Regions from separate parts of the Canis lupus genome. Here region 2 is linked to region 1. The links are chromatin contacts, called in public Hi-C maps. All regions are on one chromosome and are shown on one strand. The core of a region is the stretch at or near the end of the contact, and the rest is flanking DNA. Distances in the headings are between cores, read along the strand shown.

What was found. Hi-C and Micro-C count contacts between places; a contact is called where the count stands out from the background.
Region 2: a Hi-C map of liver shows a contact between it and region 1, with 7 times the contacts expected there. The contact joins two enhancer-like sites. A contact is called at or near these places in 4 of 9 Hi-C or Micro-C datasets (amygdala, blood, liver and 1 more).

Annotation. Positions count from the first base shown.
Region 1 is chr13:47,171,241-47,176,880 of UU_Cfam_GSD_1.0, reverse strand. No RefSeq gene overlaps it. Among named protein-coding and RNA genes, the nearest start is that of CHIC2, 120 kb to the left of the region's middle. Within about 2 kb of position 2,875, at least 2 of the 20 cell types and tissues checked have an H3K27ac peak or open chromatin away from gene starts, as enhancers often do.
Region 2 is chr13:47,405,314-47,411,638 of UU_Cfam_GSD_1.0, reverse strand. No RefSeq gene overlaps it. Among named protein-coding and RNA genes, the nearest start is that of PDGFRA, 9.7 kb to the left of the region's middle. Within about 2 kb of position 3,283, at least 2 of the 20 cell types and tissues checked have an H3K27ac peak or open chromatin away from gene starts, as enhancers often do.

The DNA.
Region 1 (5,640 bases), core at 1,626-4,125:
GGATTTTAGGGCCCATCTTCCTGAAGGTTGCTTCTGCTTGGCAGGAGGCGTGGATTGGGTCCCCTGCTCATGTCCAGTCCTACCTTGGCTTTTGTACCTTCATGAAAGTCACACTCTTCACTTCTTTCTTTGAAAGTTGCTTTCTTAAGGGGTCTCGGAGGAAATTAGGGTGAAAGACTTTAGTGATGGCACCAAGAAGGGGTCTCCTGGGATCTTCTGCCTTCTAGGGCCTCCCCACCCCCACTGCTATAAACAAACTCACATTGAATTGTCAACAGCCTCAGCCCTGGCTGGGGGCTGGGCCCCTGGGAACCAGGCCTCATTACTATCCTTAGGTGGCCAAAGTCTCCCCCAGTGGGAGGTGCTAACAAGCTTTGAAGAGGAAACAAACAGAAGCTCAGAAAGTGCAGAAACCGTCAAAGTGGATTTTTTTTTTAAGCCACCCACTGGAGCTTATCTCTGGTGTTCACTACGAGCTGTTAAACTTTTTCAATGTTGAAATCATTAGCCCTATTATTGTGTCATTCTGCCACAGTCACTTTCATCCTTCCATGCACCCACCAGCCACCTCCGCTCCTCCCCACAAGCTGAATTACACGACATTCAAATCTTCTGAGATGGAACTCCCCAAAATATGCTCTTCTTTCAAAATATGTTCACATTCAAGTCACTCAGGTGCTCCGTTCCTTAGTCAAAGACTTCAGACATTTTAAGGAAGAAGGATAGAGACGTTGTGAAGAGGGCCTTTGGCCTAGTGTTCTGTGCTATTCTTCTAACTCTTCATTCAATCCCCGCCATCCTCCCATCTCACCTTTTATCCATGGTTCTCGACTGTTCCCTCATCCTCCAAGGAGCTCAGTCAGACCACAGGACAAAAGTAGCAGGAGCCAAAGGGTTCAAGACTCTGACTTTTGTTGGTACTAAGTTGAGATCCTAGAGACCCCACAACCTTTCTGCTTTGACTTTTCTTTGTCCTAGTACGTCTCTCCCTTGGCTCTCTCCCGACCAGCCATCTGTTCTCCCAGGGTCTACACCTGACTCTGAGGGGCCAAGGGGCCAGTGGTTCAGGAGAGCAAGGCTGTGGGGTCAATCAGGCCCTGGCTTCAAGTCTAATGTCTGAGCGACCTTGACCAAGTCCTTTACCCTCTCCAGGCTCAGTTGTCTCATGGGAATAATAGGGTTTTTGTATCTAATTTACAGGGTCTTTTGTAAGGACTACATGAGCAAATTCACACATGTGCTCTTTGTTTTTCCAAAAAAATTGAAATCGGGTGACCTGAGTGACTCAGTCAATTGAGTGTCCGACTCTTGATTTCTGCTCAGGTCATGATCTCAGAGTCATGAGATCTCCACTCCAAGCCTAAGATTCTCTCTCTCTCTCTCTCTCTCTCTCTCTCTCTCTCTCCCTCCTCCCCTTCCTACCTCTCTTTCCCTAAGGAAAAAAAAATTGAGATGAAATTTATATAGCATAAACTTAACCACTTAAAGCAAACAATTCAGTAACATTTAATACACTCATGATGTTGTGCAATCACTACCTTTATGTGTCTTTGAAAATATTTTCCTCCAAAATAAAATACCATACTCCCTGGGCAGTCACTTGTCCTAGCCCCTGGCAACCACCGGTTTGCTTTCTATCTCTGTGGATTTATAGACCTTTCCTATAAGTGGAATCATACAATACGTGACCTTTTGTGTCTGGCTTCTTCCACTCAGCATGCTATTTTTGAGGTTCATCATCTGGGGCATGGATCATGACTTCCTCCTTGCATTCAGCTTTATGGCTGAATGACGTTCTGTTGCGTATATGTGTATAGACCACAATTTGCTTATCCCTTTGTCTGTTCGTGGACATATGAGTTGTTTCTACATTTGGCTACTATAAATAGTGCTGTTATGATGACTTGTGTGGATAGGCCTTCCTTAGAATGTAGCAAGTACTGAATGACTGTCGAAGAAGCAAAACCAAAGTCCAGGGTTTTGTACCGATGACCAGAAGATTCCTTGCCTTCCCGTAATCCCACACAGCTTTATGTTTTACGAGTGGCAGGGCTTTTTAGATCTTCGCTCATCTAATCTGTCCTTACTGACACAGCACAAGTGGGCAGGAGTTTGAGCAGAACATGCTGGGTCTTGCTCGGGTGTACTTGTTTGGCTGGATGACTAAAACAGACCAGGGCAAGGCTCTTTTTTCTAAGGCACTAGAAAAATTAGAATCTCACTAAGCTTCACTAACCCTTAGAATCTTACCAAGCCTCAGTTTTCTTTACTGTAAAATGGGGATGATAATGGAGACGATCAATGGTCCTGGTTTACCTGGGAAACTAGTCTTCAGTGCAGGATAGGTCCTTGGACATGAACTTCCTCCTCTTTCTTACTTCCTACTAAAAACGAGGAGATATTGAGACAATAATTCCCTGATGAGAGAAAGATAACAATGCCCCTTAATTTTCATAGCATGTGGTTTTTGAGCTCCCAATAATGTGCCAGAGACTGGGGCTCTGGGGATACAGCAGTGAATAAAGCAGACAAAACCCTTGTCTTAATGAAGATTATATTCAAGTGGGAGGGGATAGACAATATGTAAATTAAATAAATCAAAAAGGTGTTAGTCTGTTACGAGGTCATAAGTTCCCTGGAAAAAATAAAGCTGGTGAGAGGGGAAGGGTCTGTTGGCAAGAGGGGAAGAGTAGTTTTGCAGTTTTCCAGAGTGCTGTGGCCAGGACTAATTTCCTTGAGAAGGTGACACTTGGTCAAACAGTTGAAGGCGGTGAAGGGAGAGACAGGGGAGTGTCTGGAGGTGAGCAGGCCATGCTGAGACAACACAAAAAGGGCAAACACACATGCCCTGAGGCAGGAGCTGGGCTGGAGGTATTGAGACAAGGCAAGGAGGCCACCAGTGAGCAAGCAGGAACCCTGTTGGGGGAAGTCAGAGAGGCAGAGGGAGCCAGGTGGTGTAGGGTCATGCAGTAGGGACTTTGGCCATTGGCTAGAGAGAGCTGACAGGGCTTGGGGAAGGGGTGACAAAGCCCTGCCGAGGCTCTCCAGCTCATCTGGAGGAAAGCCAGGTCTTTCCCTTGGCCGCCAATAGCTACCATTACATAGAAATCGGAACGTGTGTTTCAACCCCAGCCCAAACATGTCCCTCCTTTCCCATGTCCCATCTTCTTCATCCCAGTGTGTTGCCACCACCGGCCCGGCTGCTCAAGGCACACATTTCAGACTTCTCTCTTGATTATACTCATTCTTGCATGTCTTTGTTCATCCTATCGGCAAGTTTCACCAACCCTACCTCCCAAACAGATTCCAAATACGACCATTTCTCTGTCCCACTGCTGCCAGCCTCATCTAAGTCATCAGCCCTCTGGCCTGGGGTGCTGTCCCCTCAGCTCACCTGCCACAGAGCAGCCAGAGGGGCCATTAAAAAAAAAGATTTTATTGATTTATTCATGAGGGACACAGAAGAGAGGCAGAGACACAGGCGGAGGGAGAAGCAGGCTCCCCGCTGGGAGCCCGAGTGGGACTCGACCTCAGGACCCCGGGGTCACAACTGGAGCTGAAGGCAGATACTCAGCTACTGAGGCACCCAGGTGCCCCGGAGGGGTCATTTTATTTTATTTTATTTTATTTTTAAAAGATTTTATTTATTCATTCTTGAGATACACAGAGAGAGGGAGAAAGAGACAGAGACACAGGCAGAGGGAGAAGCAGGCTCCTCGCAGGGAGCCCGACGTGGGACTCCATCCCGGGTCTCCAGGATCACACCCTGGGCCGAAGGCAGGAGCTAAACCACTGAGCCACCCAGGTGCCCCTGGAGGGGTCATTTTAAAACATGAATCTGTGCTGAACCCCCTTCTTAAAGACCTCTAGGGACTCCCAAACACCCTCAGAAAAATGGAAACCCCTTTCTGTGGCTGACAAGGCCACTTGTCCAGCAAGACTATCCCCTTGACCCTGTCTACATACTAGTCACTCTAACCACTTGCCTTCCTTTCTCATCGGGGCCTCTGCACCAGCCCTTGTCTTTGCCCTCCACATAAAATGTTCTCCTCCCAGTTTCTGCATCAATCTGTTCCCAGCTTTAATGTCACTGGCGTTCCCAGGGTCACAGTCTACAGTAGGCAACCCTCCTCAACAAACTTGTTACCCTTTATTAAATATCCCATTTTATAGTCTCTATAGCACTTAATCCTCTTAGAATCCATCTTATTTATTAGGCATAAAAATGATTTATTTGTTTAAAAGGCATGTAAGCTACTTAAAAGCTAGGGCCTGGGATCCCTGGGTGGCTTAGCGATTTGGCGCCTGCCTTCCGCCTGGGATATGGTCCTGGAGTCCCAGGATCGAGACCCATGTCGGGCTCCCTGCATGGAGCCTGCTTCTCCCCTGCCTGTGTCTCTGCCTCTGCCTCTCTCTCTGTCTCATGAATAAATAAAATCTTAAAAAAAAAAAAAAAAAAAAAAAAAAAGCTAGGGCCCTATCTGTCTTGTCCACTACTGTGCTCACCAAACCTAGAGCAGAGCCTAGTCCATAATGGGTGTTCAACAAGCAGTGAGTGAATGAAAGTATAGTGAGTAGAAGAGCTTACCAAGCATCTGTCCTTTCCTCCGGGGTCCCACGGGACCCTGTCTTTCCCTCATAAGGCTCTTACTACCTTATGCTGGAAAGCCTGGTATACGCCACGTCTGCCCTCTAGTTCTCCCATAAAGAAGGGAATTTTTGCACCTGCCTCAGCACTTAAAATGTACCTGGCACACATAGGGACTCAAACCATTCTTTTTCTATCAATGGATGAGTGAAGATATACCCGAAACAACGGCCACTCAAAAAAATGTCATTTCTCTGTCATGCACAAGTCTAGCTGGCATACGGCCTTTACTGCTTGAGGTGTTTAAGAGCCCAGTTTGTTCCTTACTGTGCACGGCCTGAGACAGCTCACTGCCTTCTCTGCTTTGCCATGCTCAGGAAGGGGGGAGGGGAAGAGGGCAGGCAAATCCCTCTCTCTAAGGGCGGGGCCTTGGAATTGCCATCCTTCAGTTCATATCCCGTTGGGCGGAATTAAGTCACATGGGCCACTTTTAGCTGCAAGAGAGGCTGGAAAATGTAGACTTTTACTGGAAGGGAGGCCATACCCAGCTTACAAGTATGCTCTTGTGGAGGAAGGGGAGGACTCGGGATCTCTACCACTCACACCCAGTACTTCACTTACCCTCATCACAGCCCTATTACACTCGCAGCGTATACATTATGGTCTCCATTTTGCTGATGAGAGAATTGTCACTTGGAAAGGTGGGGTTTCCCCCCTCTGGCTAGGTCAGTAGTTTGCACTCATGCATGCATGCATTCATTCATTTATTCATTCGTTCATTTTGTCGTTGTTGTTTCAAGTTATTATTTAAATTCCAGTTAGTTAGCATGTAGAGTAATATTAGTTTCAGGAGTAGAATTTAATTTAGTGATTCATCACTTACATATCATACCTAATGCTCATCACAAGTGCCCTCCTTTATCCCCGTCCCCCATTGAACCCATCCCCCTGCCCGACATGTGGAAATGTTAAATGACCGAGCTGGGAAAACACGAGTGAGAAACAGATTGGGAACTTGCAAGCCGGCCTTCTGGTACCATGGTGGAGAGGGA
Region 2 (6,325 bases), core at 2,034-4,533, 230 kb before region 1:
AGAGAAGAGGCTGAGAAAGAAGAGCCAGGAATCTTTATCTCCTGAATATTCAGGTATCATCTCTGAATCCATACAATGGGTTGTATGGGAGTTAATTGTGAAGCGCTGTCCACACTTACCATCTAAGCTCAGCACTATAAACTGTGGCCAGACATATCGGGTAGTTTTGAATTCAAGTGGTGATACACATTCTTTATGAGAACTTTAATTATTACCAGATTACTGTTTCTGTCATTCACACTCTTAAATACACATTTGTATCCGCGTTTGGAATCAAATCACCCAAAGACCCAAGTGGGGTTGAAGCCAGATCCTTGTCCTAAGGATACTCAAGCGCTAGTGCTAGCTCTCTACCCCTCACTCCTGGCCCCTCACCATGCACCCATGCACTGGAAAGATTGAGGCAGGGCTTACTTTCAGGGACAAAAAAAAAAAAAGTAAGATTTCAGTGACAAAGATTACATATTGTCCCCTAGTAATCATTCTCCCTTCCTTCTCCCCGTAATTAAGCCTCTGATTTTTTTTTCTTCCTGGGACACAACTTTTCTTTCTTGTAGCTAGATCTGGTCATAAAGAAAAAGCTCTGGTCAATGGGACATTGGCAGAAGTCATGGGTGCAGCTGCCAACAAATGTCCTTAATAGTAAAGTGCACATCCTTCTTGACCTGGTCTTTTGGCCAGATGGAAAGCAGACCTATGACTGGCGCTTCAGCAACCATCTTAGACTGTGAGGCAACCTTGAAAATGGAAACCATGCACGATGGTGGAATACATGGAAGGCCCCCTGACCTCCCAAGCTCCAAACACCCTGAAAGACTACCTACTGTCTTCTTGAAAATGTTGGAAAAAAATGAAATCATTAGTCATTCTCATGGAGTCTCTTATTTTGAATTTTTTTGTTCTTGCCAGCCCAGCTTGGTGCTAACAAAATCAGAACGTATTTGTCCATTCTAACTTCAAACACAATCACCTTTGCCCCAAAATGAAAACTGGGGATAGAAGAGCAGAAACACATCACAGCTGCATGACATCCCCATCAAGCCCACCAAGGCTTGGATGTCTCCCTGCTGCCCTGCTCACATGGACAGTATTCCTGGGCGCCTGGGTGGCTCAGCCGGTTAAGCACCTGCCTTTGGCTCAGGTCATGATCTCAGGGTCCTGGGATTGAGTCCTACATGGGGCTCCTTGCTCAGCAGGGAGTCTGCTCCTCCCCCTACCCCTTGCCTTCCCCTTCCCTCTGCTCATGCGCTCTCTTTCAAAAATAAATAAAATCTTTTTAAAAAGGGGGGGAATCTGAGCACAAATGTGTGTGTGTGTGTGTGTGTGCGTGCTACAACGTTCAATTCAGGCATGGTGCTTATTCAACTTTATTTGTCTCTGCATAGTCAGTAATGAAAAGGAGACTCTCAAAGAGACAGGGTATGAATTAGCTCCCTTTCCCCCATCCTTTCTCCTGGTCTCCTATTTTCATTTTTCATTACATTCTTGCTCTTACCCTTCAGGATAGTCTCACAGTCTGCACACTTCTGGCCCTCTCTCTTTGCTGCCTCCAGGTCCTCAACATATTTCCATTCCTGTTTGATTTTTAGGACTCTACAGATACGCTTTCAGAAATCTGAACTTTATGCCCATATTTCCAGGTAATAGAAGCTTCCTGAAAGTAAACATGCAGGGAGGTTAGGGCAACTACCACCTGGCCCCTCTGCCGGCCCATTGAAGCAAGCTTCAGGAGGTCTCTCCTCTCCCTGCCTTCCATCTGCAGCTGCAGATGTGGCATCTGGGGGCTGACCTCAACCCCGCAACTCAGCTATCACTGAGTCTTGCAGCATAAATTCTTTCCGCTCAGAATTCGAGTGAAGGGGGTCCTCATTGACCTAAACTAAGGAGCAAAATCAGCCTCCCCTTAGCTTTTACCTCTCTGGATTCTGTTGGTCAGTTGACAAGTGTTTATCTGACACCCCCTGTGCCAGGCATTGTGCTAGACTCAGGGATGCTGTCATAGAGGAACAAACAAGACCTCTGCACTATGGGCCTCAGCTTCGGGGGGCAGGGGGAGACCAAAGGAAAGCAAACCCAGGCCCTGGTTAAATGGCACATGTGACAAGTGCTCCTCCATCATCCAGTGATGCGGGAGGCTATCACAGGAAGCCAGAGCTGCTCCAAATCCTCAAGGAATAGTCCTCTGAGGAGGTGATATTTAAAGCTGTGAGCAATTCTGAGGAAAGTAGCTATATTCTGCTACATTTTAAAGAGATTTTATTTATTTGACAGAAAAAGAGAGAGAGAGCACAAGCAGAGGGAGAGGGAGAAGCAGACTCCCTGCTGTGCAGGGAGCCCAATGTGGGGCTCGATCCCAGGACCCTGGGAACATGACCTGAGCCGAAGGCAGACGCCTAACTGAGTCACCCACACGCCCCCATTCGGCTTTTATATTTTAAGACATTCAAAAAGTTAGGTCCCGCAAGAAGTATGGGTTTGGGGCAGTTGCAAAGATAGCAAAGCGTACCCTCCTGTTTCTGGAAATGACAGTTTCTAGTGCCCCCCAAGGAACAGTAACGTTCTGATATTGAACCACAGAATGATCGAACACGCTCATCTAAGGGATTGTCCTTGTTCGAAGGAGACACTTGGGTTCCCTTGAGATTGCCTATCATAAAATTTGAATATAACCAAGACAACACCAGATCTGGTCCTTGGGGTGGAGCAGTCTCAGGGAGATAAGAGGAAGGCGTGCTGTCATCCAGCTCCCCGAGCTAATGTTTCACAGGCCGACAATGACAGAACGATTGCCTTTGATTAAAGCACGTTGTCAGTTATCCACTGGGCCCAGAAAGCCGATTAAGAGTTTGCACTACAAAATAAAGAACTCAGGGCCCTTCAAGGATTCCACAAGATATCCCAAGTTCCTCATTGTGTGTGAATGTGGTTAATTATTGTGTTGCTCCCCAAGTGTATTTATGAAATGACTTCACTGCCTGGGAGATGTCTAAATAAATGGTTAACTCGGATTAAAGAAAGAATAAAAACCTCTGAGCTGTCCTGGAGTTCTCCCTGTGCCGGGCTGTGACTTTGAACCACTAGAGGACGCAAGAGGCCAGCTCAGGATCTAAGTCCACTCAGCAAGTCAACATTTGTGTGTAAAAAGAAGCCCAACTGTTCTTGGAGAGGAACCAAGTCAGGGTCTCTCCCTTTCCTAAGACTCCCGTTGCACCCCTAGAAACGGGTTCAGTTCCAGTGCAGCCCTGGGTAGGCTTGAGCTTCGCCTTGAATGTCTGACCCTGCCTGGAGACATCCTCACAGCACTCAGGTTTGTGTGTCAGGGCAAGGGGGAGGGGAGGAGGGTGCATGATGCAATTAAAACTAAACCACTAAGGAGATACAGCCAGTTGCCAACCCCCCACCAGACGTCAGGCTCTGTGCTGGGTCATGTCCACAAGAAAAGTCTGGTGATAGGTGAGAACGTAGAGGCAGAAACATAAAGCCCTGAAAGCACAGGATCAGGGCGTTTTATCCAACCTCACAGGTTGGGGAGCACTTTGTGGGGGCAGTGTCTGAGCTAAGACCTGAGCATGATGAGTAGACTACCCACGGTAGAAAGGGGAGAGATGGGGTCCTTGCAGAGGGAAGGGTTTAAGCAAAGGCGCAGAGGCCAGAGTGGAGACAGAGGAGGTCATGCTGTCCACCAGCATCAGGGGCGATAGCCCTTGCCTCTGTGGGCTACTCTAGAGAAGTTTTCAAGGCCCCCAGGCAGGGACTTCACAGAGATCGCTCAGGACCTGAACTGAAATTCAACTCACATCAAAATGCCTAGAATTGGGGATTCCCTGGATGGCTCAGCGGTTTAGCACCTGCCTTTGACCCCAGGTGTGATCCTGGAGACCCAGGATCGAGTCCCACGTCAGGCTCCCTGCATGGAGCCTGCTTCTCCCTCTGCCTGTGTCTCTGCCCCCCTACCCTGTGTCTCTCATGAATAAACAAATAAAATCTCTAAAAAAAAAAAAATGCCTAGAATTGGCTCCCATAGCAAATAACAGGGCATCCTAACGTTTAGTCTGCATTGATCATTGGAATTCTCAAACATTACAACATAAATTTTACCTGTTGGCAAGGAATACCACGGCACACTTGGCATTCATTACCATAAAACCAGTATTTTGACAGCCGGGCCTGCACTGTGGAGCTACCAGATTGAATTTTCTCAGATTCTCCTATGGAAATCCCCCCTCCAAAACGGGCAGGCATCATGGAAAATATTTCTTATCAAATGGTTTTCTATAGCAGCCCTGTGAACAACCTGATATTATTCCTGTTGGTTAGCCGTGTTATTCCACTGGGGAACAGTAACGCCGATTGAGCCAGAGCGATTTATCCAACTAAAACACGCATGCTTTTATGGCTAGGTCGTGTTACGACAGATACAGATAACACTCGACTGACACAGCTTACATCTTTCAGAAGAATTTTGATAATTGAGATCCAACACTTCTTTCCATTTTAGTCGGATTCAGGCAAGATTATGATGACTTCCAGTCTCTGCATTTAATTCTCTACTGCAATCCCATTTTCTGCTAAATAAGGGTGCGATTGCGTGGTTTTATTTGTAAAAACACACAAAAGCCTACTTAAGACACGTTTCAGTATAACTTGTGATAATCAGAGACACACCAGACTGTCAGCCATGCAAAAGGTGAAGAATAACTTATATATAAATTCTGTCCAAGATCCGCATGAGCCATCTGAATTTTCCAGTGACGGAATCTGGAGTCCCCTTGACAACTCTGGCACATGCAACTGCTGTTGCTGTAGGTCTCAAGCAGGGTAAGCATCAGCAATTCATGTGGTGTAACCTAATACCTAGCCTACTGAACTACTTTATTATTGCAGGTAAAAATTTCACATTATATGTTTATTCTCCACACTTAAAAAATGATTTGTCTGAGGCGCCTGGGTGGCTCAGCCTGTTAAGCGTCTGCCTTCAGCTCGGGTCATAATCTCAGGGTCCTGGAATAGAGCCCAGGACATCTGGCTCCCTGCTCAGCTGGGAGTCTGCTTCTCCCTCTGCCTCTGCCCCTGCCCCAACCCCTGCTCATGCATGTGTGAGTGTGCACGCTCTCGCTCTCAAATAAATAAGAAAGACAATCTTAAAAAAAATAATAATTTGTCTATGACTGTGGAGTTGAATCTTTTAAGTTTTGTGCTGGCATTGAAATGAGATTGAATGTATTTCCAAATAAAAGACGATCTAAAACTGCAGACTCACACTTCAGATAGTGGTTATCTATCTATCTTATCTGCCCGAGTGTTGTCTGCTTTCCCTCAAGCCACCAATAAAATCTGAGAAAGTGGAATTGGCTGTTCAAGAGTTCCCTGCTCCCACCCCACCTGGTCGACCGGGGAGGAGCTTGTCTGCTGGATGCTGCTTAATACTTGGTCTTTGAGCGCAGAGTTGCCACGACACTTGGTTCATATGCACGGTCCTCTCCCTGACCATCGTAAGAATCATTCTAAGCTGTGACAGAGAGCTCATCCTCATGTCACTGTCACTTCCTACCATCCAGAGGACAAAGGCCAGTCATGTCTACATATGACCTGAAGGACACATGAAAGACATTGCAATTATTTGGATACTTTTGAATCCGGACCGACCCCTGGAAGTACAGGTCACTCCATTAATTTCAGTTTTTCTCTTCCATTTTCCACGAGCTCATACTCCTATGCCATTCGACACCTTCCAAGAGTGTTTCTGGATGTGCAAGCTCATCCGGTGTCCCTCACAGCCATGAGCGTAAGGGCAGCGACGCAGACAGCGGATAGGACAGATACTGACTTGGACAAGCCATCATTCTCAGGTGCGGGGGGAGACTGGGTGCCCTCCTGGCCCCCAGCAATGATCTCCCCCCCACCATCATGCTCTTTGCAGTTAGGATAATGGGGTTAGAGTTGCGGATCAAGGAACTCAGAAGTAAAATGTGTGTTTTTCCTCCTGTAATCTGAGTGGGGTAGGTTTTCACGTTTCCTATGCCTTTTTTCCTAGGACTATTGTTCACGCTATATAAATGCCACAAAATTCAAAAGGCACGTTAAATACGTGCAAGGCTGGGTGCTAGGTGGCCAGGAAGAGACACTGTAGAAATGACAAGAAATAGCTATTTCCCAGAAGTTTAAAATCTATTTGTTAAGAAGCAAACATTAGCATATGAACAAATGCAGCCAACCAGTCACTCAGCGCCTGGGAATGGCCCTTGGACCCAGTGGGAACAATGGGGATTTTTGTAGGAAGCAAGATTTAGGCTGTGACCAGGTCAGGATTCAACTGATCCATCTC